Regions from separate parts of the Rattus norvegicus genome. Here all the other regions are linked to region 1. A link is a contact called in public Hi-C data. All regions are on one chromosome and are shown on one strand. The core of a region is the stretch at or near the end of the contact, and the rest is flanking DNA. Distances in the headings are between cores, read along the strand shown. Region 1 holds the start of H2bc12 (H2B clustered histone 12). Region 2 holds the start of H4cl3 (histone H4C like 3). Region 3 holds the start of hist1h2ail2 (histone cluster 1, H2ai-like2).

The links. Hi-C and Micro-C count contacts between places; a contact is called where the count stands out from the background.
Region 2: a contact with region 1 is called in a Hi-C map of kidney, with 7 times the contacts expected there. The contact joins the promoter of H4cl3 here to the promoter of H2bc12 in region 1. A contact is called at or near these places in 11 of 12 Hi-C or Micro-C datasets (the A7r5 cell line, Schwann cells, frontal cortex and 6 more) and 1 of 1 datasets of contacts at active chromatin or transcription factors (oligodendrocytes).
Region 3: a Hi-C map of liver shows a contact between it and region 1, with 5 times the contacts expected there. The contact joins the promoter of hist1h2ail2 here to the promoter of H2bc12 in region 1. A contact is called at or near these places in 4 of 12 Hi-C or Micro-C datasets (Schwann cells, frontal cortex, liver and 1 more).

What each region holds. Positions count from the first base shown.
Region 1 is chr17:47,180,243-47,183,342 of GRCr8, reverse strand. It overlaps H2bc12 (H2B clustered histone 12), which reads left to right and starts at 1,403. Exons shown (of 1, transcript NM_001109400.2): 1 at 1,403-1,866. The coding sequence starts at 1,439. The coding sequence ends at 1,819. Hist1h4b (histone cluster 1 H4 family member B) reads right to left here. Exons shown (of 2, transcript NM_022686.2): 2 at 2,653-3,100. H2ac12 (H2A clustered histone 12) reads right to left here and starts at 1,150. Exons shown (of 1, transcript NM_001408726.1): 1 at 685-1,150. The coding sequence starts at 1,115. The coding sequence ends at 729.
Region 2 is chr17:47,493,305-47,496,404 of GRCr8, reverse strand. H4cl3 (histone H4C like 3) reads left to right here and starts at 1,517. Exons shown (of 3, transcript XM_008771773.4): 1 at 1,517-1,899. The coding sequence starts at 1,571. H2ac4 (H2A clustered histone 4) reads left to right here and starts at 278. Exons shown (of 1, transcript NM_001109423.2): 1 at 278-781. The coding sequence starts at 320. The coding sequence ends at 712. It also overlaps the pseudogene H2bc12l-ps1.
Region 3 is chr17:47,447,449-47,450,548 of GRCr8, reverse strand. hist1h2ail2 (histone cluster 1, H2ai-like2) reads right to left here and starts at 1,647. Exons shown (of 1, transcript NM_001408761.1): 1 at 1,187-1,647. The coding sequence starts at 1,615. The coding sequence ends at 1,223. It overlaps H2bcl1 (H2B clustered histone like 1), which reads left to right and starts at 1,866. Exons shown (of 1, transcript NM_001409088.1): 1 at 1,866-2,336. The coding sequence starts at 1,909. The coding sequence ends at 2,289.

The sequences.
Region 1 (3,100 bases), core at 154-2,653:
CTCTTGTTCAGACTTTCAGTCCTTGCACTTTGGCTGTGCCGGCGGTAAGTTTCAGAGCTGACATTTGATTTTCCATTTGTAGTGTACTTGGTACATTTTATGCTAAACTCTCATGTCTTTTCAATTTGACCAAATAACACCTTCAATGAAGTCTTTGTATACCTCTGTCTAAACTTCTCTAAATTGGGCTATCTACTGCCTGACACCCCACACCTGTTTCCTTAGCTGGAAGCAATTTCCACATGAATAGGCTACATTAATCAGTTATCCTCTAATGAGGTGAACCACGTGGTCAAGAGTTAACCATGACTTGGAAAAAGATGTAATTTAGTAAACATGTTCTGCTGCAGTGGGAGTGAAAAAAAAAATTCCACCATCTGATGAGGTTAACTAGGCCTGCCAACTTGGATTCGTCCCAATATCCTAGGGAGCGGCAGACAAGCTTGTTCTACAGGGGGTTCCAGTGAGATCTTGTCTGAAAAACAAGCTTTATAAAGGGGGAGAGGGGAGAGCAGTATCTTAAGTCCCACGCTGACGGAGCACATATACACTGAACTGCAGCTTATTCATCGCGAAATCGCAACCAGTCCAGCTATTGTGCTTTAAACTGGATAAACTAAAGGCTTGTATATTTTCAAGATTGAGACCTTAGGTTTGCACGCATCAGCTTCTTTTTGGATTATGTGAATGGCTCTGAAAAGAGCCTTTGGGAAGTATGGAAACCTGCTTCACTTAACCTTGTGGTGGCTCTCCGTCTTCTTGGGCAGCAGCACCGCCTGGATGTTGGGCAGGACGCCGCCCTGCGCGATGGTCACGCGGCCCAGCAGCTTGTTGAGCTCCTCGTCGTTGCGGATGGCCAGCTGCAGGTGGCGCGGGATGATGCGCGTCTTCTTGTTGTCCCTCGCCGCGTTGCCCGCCAGCTCCAGGATCTCGGCCGTCAGGTACTCCAGCACGGCCGCCAGATACACTGGGGCGCCGGCGCCCACCCGCTCGGAGTAGTTGCCCTTGCGGAGCAGCCGGTGCACGCGACCCACCGGGAATTGCAGGCCGGCCCGGAAGGAGCGGGTCTTGGCCTTGGCGCGAGCCTTGCTGCCCTGCTTGCCGCGTCCAGACATAATAAAGAACTTGTCCCTCTTGCCTTTAACGCTCGCTACAAAAACATGAAGAAGGAACACGCTCTTGATTTTTATAGTTAAGCCAAGGCGCGAAAAAGGAGACCCGTCATTGGTTAGCATTCTGAGTTAATTTTAACCAATGGAAACGCGGTTTTGGGATTTGTGTATTCTTATTGGGTAAAAGCAGACTCAGCCTTTTCTCTGAATGACCACTAAAAAGATACAGAGCACTTCATCTTATTTGCATGCGAAGCTCTAGATAAAGAGTACCCGCGGCTTCACTACCTGGTTTTCTTGTTCGGTGTTCTGTCTACTTCTACAGTATGCCTGAACCTGCCAAGTCCGCCCCCGCACCGAAGAAGGGCTCCAAGAAGGCCGTGACCAAGGCGCAGAAGAAGGACGGCAAGAAGCGCAAGCGCAGCCGTAAGGAGAGCTACTCGGTGTACGTGTACAAGGTGCTGAAGCAAGTACACCCGGACACGGGCATCTCTTCCAAGGCCATGGGCATCATGAACTCGTTCGTGAACGACATCTTTGAGCGCATCGCGGGCGAGGCGTCGCGCCTGGCGCACTACAACAAGCGCTCGACCATCACGTCCCGGGAGATCCAGACGGCCGTGCGCCTGTTGCTTCCTGGGGAGCTGGCCAAGCACGCGGTGTCCGAGGGCACCAAGGCCGTCACCAAATACACCAGCGCTAAGTAAACTTTTCAGCAGGGTTAACACCAAAGGCTCTTTTAAGAGCCACTAAACTTACCAGTATTAGAGCTGTAAACCTTTTTAGAACTTCCACAGATAATTCCCGTGGCCGGTGCAGTGTTTAATACACTAGGATAATACAAGGAATTGCTTGTCTCGGTCAGGGTGGCCCAGTTTTGAGTACTGCGTAAGCCACAACGAACTTTGAGCAAAATGGAAGTATTTAGGAGCTATATTGTGTCTTGGCCTAATTTATTTGAAATCAGACTACGGCTAAGGATGCAAACTCAGCTGGTAGAGTGTTTGGCATACCTAAAGCCCTAAGCTAAATAAATCCTTCCCCACTGGTCTGGTGGACCACATCTATAATGCTTGCGTTCTGGTAAGTAGAAGTAAGGTCACGATTTCAAGGTCGTGATCCTGTGTTAGAAATTCGGGCTTGCAGGATCGTGTCTCATGCTAAAACCAAACCAAACCAAACCAACCCAACCCAACCCAACCCAACCCAGCTGGATTTAAACCTGTCTGTCGTTGTTCCTGCCTTTATTTGATTCCAGCACTCTGAAGGCAGGCCCAGTTGGATGTCTGTTCAAGAGCGGTCTAATCTACAGAGTGAGTTTGAACAGCTAGGGCTGTACAGTAAAACCCTTGCGTGTGGCATGGAGACAGAGGGCACCTCTAGGGAACAATTTACTGAAACGTAAACATTTTTGCCTCTCGCCTGTCTAGGCTTTGACGATACAAATACCGAGCACACAGAATGGATTGCTTTCTCCTGGAAGTGTACTTAGAGGTGAGCAAGGTCAGACTGGAATATTTCAACACGCCGAACAAGTTTTCTATCCATCCAAGTCTTTATTAGAACATTGCTTGTTACATTAATATTCTTTTTTTTACATTAATATTCTTAAAAAATATAAAATGATTTTAAACACTTCTTGAGTGATTATCAAGCACTTATATAGACATGCCTGTAGTATCTGAACCCATTTTTAATCTTTACACAAATCTATGAGGTAATAATTACTATGTATTTTTTTGTTTTTAAATGCTGGGAGCAATCTAGAAGGATGTAAAGAAAACGGTTTTCAAAGCAAAGAGCAAAGGTGGAGGTAATTGGAGAAGGCATTTATCACAAGTAAAGGCGGGATGGTGTAAAGAGAGCTTTCTAGTGTTTCCCAACAAGTACAATTTTCTCTCTTCTGGCCCTTCACTTTTAACCACAGCAGACTTTATAACCCTTAGGCAGAAATCAGGTAGCTGGTGGGAAAAACCACCGGTGCAGTA
Region 2 (3,100 bases), core at 268-2,767, 310 kb before region 1:
TTCGCGGGTTCAGGAATGGCGAAAAAAAACAACCAACCAAAAGGAAATAGAACCGAACAACTGTACTGTCTCTGCACAGGCTGATTTTAAAGAAACTTGTGGCTTTGGTTAGCGCGAACTAGCAATCGTCATCCACTAAATACCCAATCATAGCAAGGGTTTGTCAAACCAACTGTGTTATTGGTCTAGGTGAATAGTTCCATGTAACCAATGAAATTGCTACTTTTTCACGCCCTGCGTTGAGTATAAATGGCAAAGCATAGCTGTGTCATCTCTCACTGAGTATCCTTCAGTGGATTCTACCTTCCAGCTCTCTACAATGACTGGACGTGGTAAACAAGGTGGTAAGGCTCGTGCCAAGGCCAAGACCCGCTCCTCCCGGGCCGGCCTACAGTTCCCCGTGGGTCGTGTGCACCGTCTGCTCCGCAAGGGCAACTACTCGGAACGGGTGGGCGCCGGCGCCCCGGTGTACCTGGCGGCCGTGCTGGAGTACCTGACGGCCGAGATCTTGGAGCTGGCGGGCAACGCGGCGAGGGACAACAAGAAGACGCGTATCATCCCGCGCCACCTGCAGCTGGCCATCCGCAACGACGAGGAGCTCAACAAGCTGCTGGGCCGCGTGACCATCGCACAGGGCGGTGTCCTGCCCAACATCCAGGCGGTGCTGCTGCCCAAGAAGACCGAGAGCCACCACAAAGCTAAGGGAAAGTGAGACCCTTTATACAAAGCACTATCACCAAAGGCTCTTTTCAGAGCCACTCACTTTCTCCAAAAAGAATTGGACGCTGCCAAAAATGTTGAATTGTAGGAATTTTTGTGTTTTGCCCCGTCATTAATTTTTGAAAACAATTTTACCTCGGTTGTATCAAGGGTTTCTTTTCCCCATACATATAAGCTAAATATTCTTTGTGTAGTTCCTAGGGCTCCTGGAAGAATTCTCTGGCCCAGTAGTACACAAAAGCAGACCCACCCTTTAGTTCGAGGTCTCTACTCTGCAGGGTGAATCCCAAGACAGGACTACACAACGAATTGTCTCGAGAAGTGTTCCTTTTACACTTGGAAGAGCACACACTAGAAAACAACTAATCACTGTACAATTCTCACCTTAATACTGCTTACGTGCATGATTGACAAGTCCTTATTGCCATTTGACAAGTACAAGATCAGCTAAGGGTGTTAAATCATTTGGTTACCATCACAGCTAATAACGTTTCCACTAGACCTCCCCACCTCGCTCTGCAAATCCCAAGGGGTCAATACCTATCTTGTAGGTATCTTACTACACATCTTTCCATATAATCTAAAACAGGAAAAAATGTAGGAAAAGTGCTTTTAATAAACAATACATTGATCTCCACGATTATTCAGCGGGATTTCCTTTTCAATGAGGAAATTGCACACTTGCTTAAACACAAACCCTCATCAGACTCAGAAAACAAAAGAACTCACCAGCCAATTATGTTGTTCCTGCAGCTATTTTGACCAATCAGAATCCAGCCGCCTGTATAAATGTGGCCGTGAAGCTTTTTCTTTTCTCCTTTCACTTTCCTTTGGGAGGTCAAGACATACTATGGCTCGTACTAAGCAGACCGCTCGCAAGTCCACCGGTGGCAAGGCCCCGCGCAAGCAACTGGCTACCAAGGCCGCCCGCAAGAGCGCTCCAGCCACCGGCGGCGTTAAGAAGCCCCACCGCTACCGTCCTGGCACCGTGGCTCTGCGCGAGATCAGGCGCTACCAAAAGTCGACCGAGTTGCTGATCCGCAAGCTCCCATTCCAGCGCTTGGTACGTGAAATCGCTCAGGACTTCAAGACTGACCTGCGTTTCCAGAGCTCGGCGGTCATGGCCCTGCAGGAGGCCTGTGAGGCCTACCTTGTGGGTCTGTTTGAGGACACCAACCTGTGCGCCATCCACGCCAAGCGTGTGACCATCATGCCCAAGGATATCCAGCTTGCCCGCCGCATTCGAGGGGAGAGAGCATAAGTTGTCTCGTGTTTTTCCAAAGGCTCTTTTCAGAGCCACCTATACGTACACAAAAGAGTTATTTTACTTTTACACGAATTGGAGTTCTTCCCTTGGTACAAAGCCAATTTGTAACCAAAGTTTTTCTTAGTTTTGCTAAAGAAAACCGGTCACATGGTATTACAAATACAGCAAATTCCAATAGGATACTAAGGCCTACTCCTACTCTTCACAATCTCTCAAGTATTTAGAGAATGGTGCCTACCCTCAAAGTTGCTCCTAATCCCCCAAATGCACTAGGTTTTTTTGCCTAAATCCACGGATTGTGTTTTGTAATTAGCATGGCAGCCGTTTTAAGGTGCATGGAGTCCAAAATCCCAGGCATGGGCAAACCTTTAAGGTCTTAATATAACTAAATTCATGATCTCCACATTCCTTTAGGTCCTACACGTTACCCAGCAATGACTCGCCTGCTTATGGGTGTTCTATGCATGACTGCACCACGTGTATACCTGATGCTCTGAGAGGCCAGAATAAGGGGTTAGGTCCTCTGTCCCTGGCATTCTAGAGGGCTGTGAGCTACAAAATGGGTGTATGGAAATCTGAGGTTTTACAGAATTGCTGCAAACATTGTAACATGCAGTCCCAACAATAGACTTCTGGTGTTCAGAATCCACTTAGATAAAAGGTTTGAATGGGTGGAGAAACAGTAAGAAAACCCATAACAACCCAAGTGCTACAACCAGCTTTCTGTGGCCTGTGAGGGCTATCTTTAAATGTCCACAATTCTAACATCCCATTTTCTTATCAAAGCATTCATCTTTTTGTGGCCCAGTGACCTATGTACCATAACTGCTGCTGTGCTAGAGTGAAACTTCTAGTCCCTAGCGATCATGTGTCTTTCTATAACGACAGCACAACAGAGGCTGAGATAGATTCAGAGACAAATAGCTAACTTTAGAGTCCCTTGGCTCAGGATTGGAATCGGAGACTTCAACTGAAGGTATAAGGTGGAAAATGGTGAGGCCTATGTCGACCTCTAGCCACACATACACAAACTGTATCATAGGCCCACACATTAGCACAGTCACCACACACAAGGGCAAAGTAAAAATTCTAGGTAGAATAATATAGTGCTTT
Region 3 (3,100 bases), core at 398-2,897, 270 kb before region 1:
CTCCTCTGAGTTTCAAATTTGTCATTTGAATACTATCAAACATGAAGATTTGATTATAGAATACCAAGCAAGCTGGGAGATGCAACAGGATATCTACATTTTTTGATTGGTGGTCTGATCATGTCTTCCATCAAGTTCCACATGTACAAGAATGATGTGTGTTCTATTTAGTCCATGTAACCGGAGTTTGGCTCAGGACATAACAGGTACTCAACATGTGAGATGACAGGAGATGGCCTTTGATTCTAGCTTCTCTCTGCCCTTTATTTCATTTTTTGATTTCATGTGCAAATTTGATGTCTCAGTGTCAGTGCCCAGGATGCCAAAACAGGATGTGTGACACCTAACTCTAACCCTGCAGGACTGGCCGCTTCTCTAGGCCCCCAAATGACTCTTTCAAAGTAACTACTATCCACATGTACTGAAAGTTGGCTTCAGATAAAATATAACTCTACTAATAAATTTAGTACATGATTTTAAAACATTTCCTTTCCAGAATTGCTAATTTCTACCTTTAGAAATACACTGAATTGTTTTTAAGTCCCTTGACAGCAGAGACTTTATTTTAAACTTTCTTTTCTTTAACCTCAGGCTCCTTAAAGCCTGTACCACCGTAGTAAACTTTAACATGTGCATCCCAAGGTTCACTCAGTACCAACCCACGAAATACTTGCCCTAAACGCTTTACAAAACAAAGGCCAAGATGAAAAGGGGTAAAAGACTGAACAAATGGCTGAGGCTAAAGGGTTGGAGATTTGGCTCAGTGGTAGAGCACTTGGCTAGCAAGCGCAAGGCCCTGGGTTCGGTCCCCAGCTCCGAAAAAAAGAAAAAAAAAAACGTTTTAAAATGGCTGAGGCTTAAAGAAATGACAGATTTTAACATAAGTCATTCTGTAAATGCTGAGTGAAAGAACAATCTATTAGATAACTTGCTATTCCTCCTAGAATGCTATACAAGAACAAACAATGATCTTTTAATAATACAGGGAACGTTCCTGGCCTGAAGCATTAGAACTTAAGAGGTACTAATACTTACTGGGCAGTAAATTAAAACTTGGCAGTTTGATTCATTAATCCTTGAGAATAAACCTAGGACTGGCTTAACTTAATGTTTCTCTGTCCATAGTGTTGCACTCATTGACCCAACTACCATTCTAATTAGCACAGCTCCTCCGTGTGTTCTTATAGGTGGCTCTGAAAAGAGCCTTTGGTGATCCCTGGTCTTACTTCCCCTTAGCCTTGTGGTGGCTCTCGGTCTTCTTGGGCAGCAGCACCGCCTGGATGTTTGGCAGAACGCCGCCCTGTGCGATGGTCACGCGGCCCAGCAGCTTGTTGAGCTCCTCGTCGTTGCGGATGGCCAGCTGCAGGTGGCGCGGGATGATGCGCGTCTTCTTGTTGTCCCTCGCTGCGTTGCCCGCCAGCTCCAGGATCTCGGCCGTCAGGTACTCCAGCACGGCCGCCAGGTACACCGGGGCGCCGGCGCCCACCCGCTCCGAATAGTTGCCCTTACGCAGCAGACGGTGCACGCGGCCCACGGGAAACTGCAGGCCCGCCCGGGAGGACCGGGTCTTGGCCTTGGCGCGAGCCTTGCCGCCCTGCTTCCCACGTCCAGACATAGCAAAGAAACGAAAACTAGAATCTACTCACTGAGAGAAGATACCGCTATGCTGTGGCACTTATACGCAACGCAGGGCGTGAAAAAGTAGCAATTTCATTGGTTACATGGAACTATTCGCCTAGACCAATAACACAGTTGGTTAGAAAAACCCTTGCTATGATTGGGTATTTAGTGGATGACGATTGTTAGTTCGCGCTAACCAAAGCCACAAGTTTCTTTAAAAGTCAGCCTGTGCAGAAACCGTACAGTTGTTCGGTCCTATTTTCCTTTGTTTGGTGTTTCATTTTCGCTATGCCTGAGCCCGCGAAGTCCGCTCCCGCCCCGAAGAAGGGCTCCAAGAAGGCCGTGACCAAGGCGCAGAAGAAGGACGGCAAGAAGCGCAAGCGCAGCCGCAAGGAGAGCTACTCGGTGTACGTGTACAAGGTGCTGAAGCAAGTGCACCCGGACACGGGCATCTCTTCTAAGGCCATGGGCATCATGAACTCGTTCGTGAACGACATCTTCGAGCGCATCGCGGGCGAGGCGTCGCGTCTAGCGCATTACAACAAGCGCTCGACCATCACGTCCCGGGAGATCCAGACGGCCGTGCGCCTGCTGCTGCCCGGGGAGCTGGCCAAGCACGCTGTGTCCGAGGGCACCAAGGCGGTCACCAAGTACACCAGCTCCAAGTGAGTTCATCTTAACTCACTCCTAACCCAAAGGCTCTTTTCAGAGCCACTCACCTTACTGAAAGAATGTTGCACTTCGAGTTTGCTTAGAAAGCTAAAGACTAAAGGAAGGTGACAATTGAAGAGGTTCGGTGAAATGCATGCCTAAGGGCCGAGTACAGACAACACTGCTTTTGAGTACAGTGCTCCGTAAACTTTTTCCTTTGGATTAATTTACCAAAACTGAAAGTTAGACTCATCTTTACAGTGTCCTGATTTGTGGCTTCGCTAGCCAATCGGCGTTTCGCGGGCAGTTTCAAAATTAAACGCCAGAGATAGTCGCGTTTGTTTCCCCATCATTCTTGGGGTTCTTCCTGCTCAGTGTTTCAACTGTTTCTGGTACTTAGGACAAATTTTAAAAAGGAAAAATCAGAAAGCCTTTCCCTGCTCATTCCGTAGTCTCACCTTGGATAATAAAAACGGGCTTTTCAGTTTAAAATATGCAATAGCTTAATTGAAACATTTTGAATCTTTTCTGGAATTTATATGAAAATGCTTCAAGTTTATTTTGCTCAATTCTTTTAGTAGTACATTTTTATATGGTTAATGTATTCTAGTGACTCCCAGATGTTCTCATTCTGAGCACATAAGCAATGGGAGATAATTTTGAATTTTTGTGCTTTTTTTTTTTTTTTTTTTTCCGGGGCTGGGGATTGAACCCAGGACCTTGCGCTTCCTAGGCAAGTGCTCTACCACTGAGCCAAATCCCCAACCCCATAATTTTGAATTTTTAAGGGATATGGCATTCTTTCAGACAAACTAGTAGAAATAGTTAC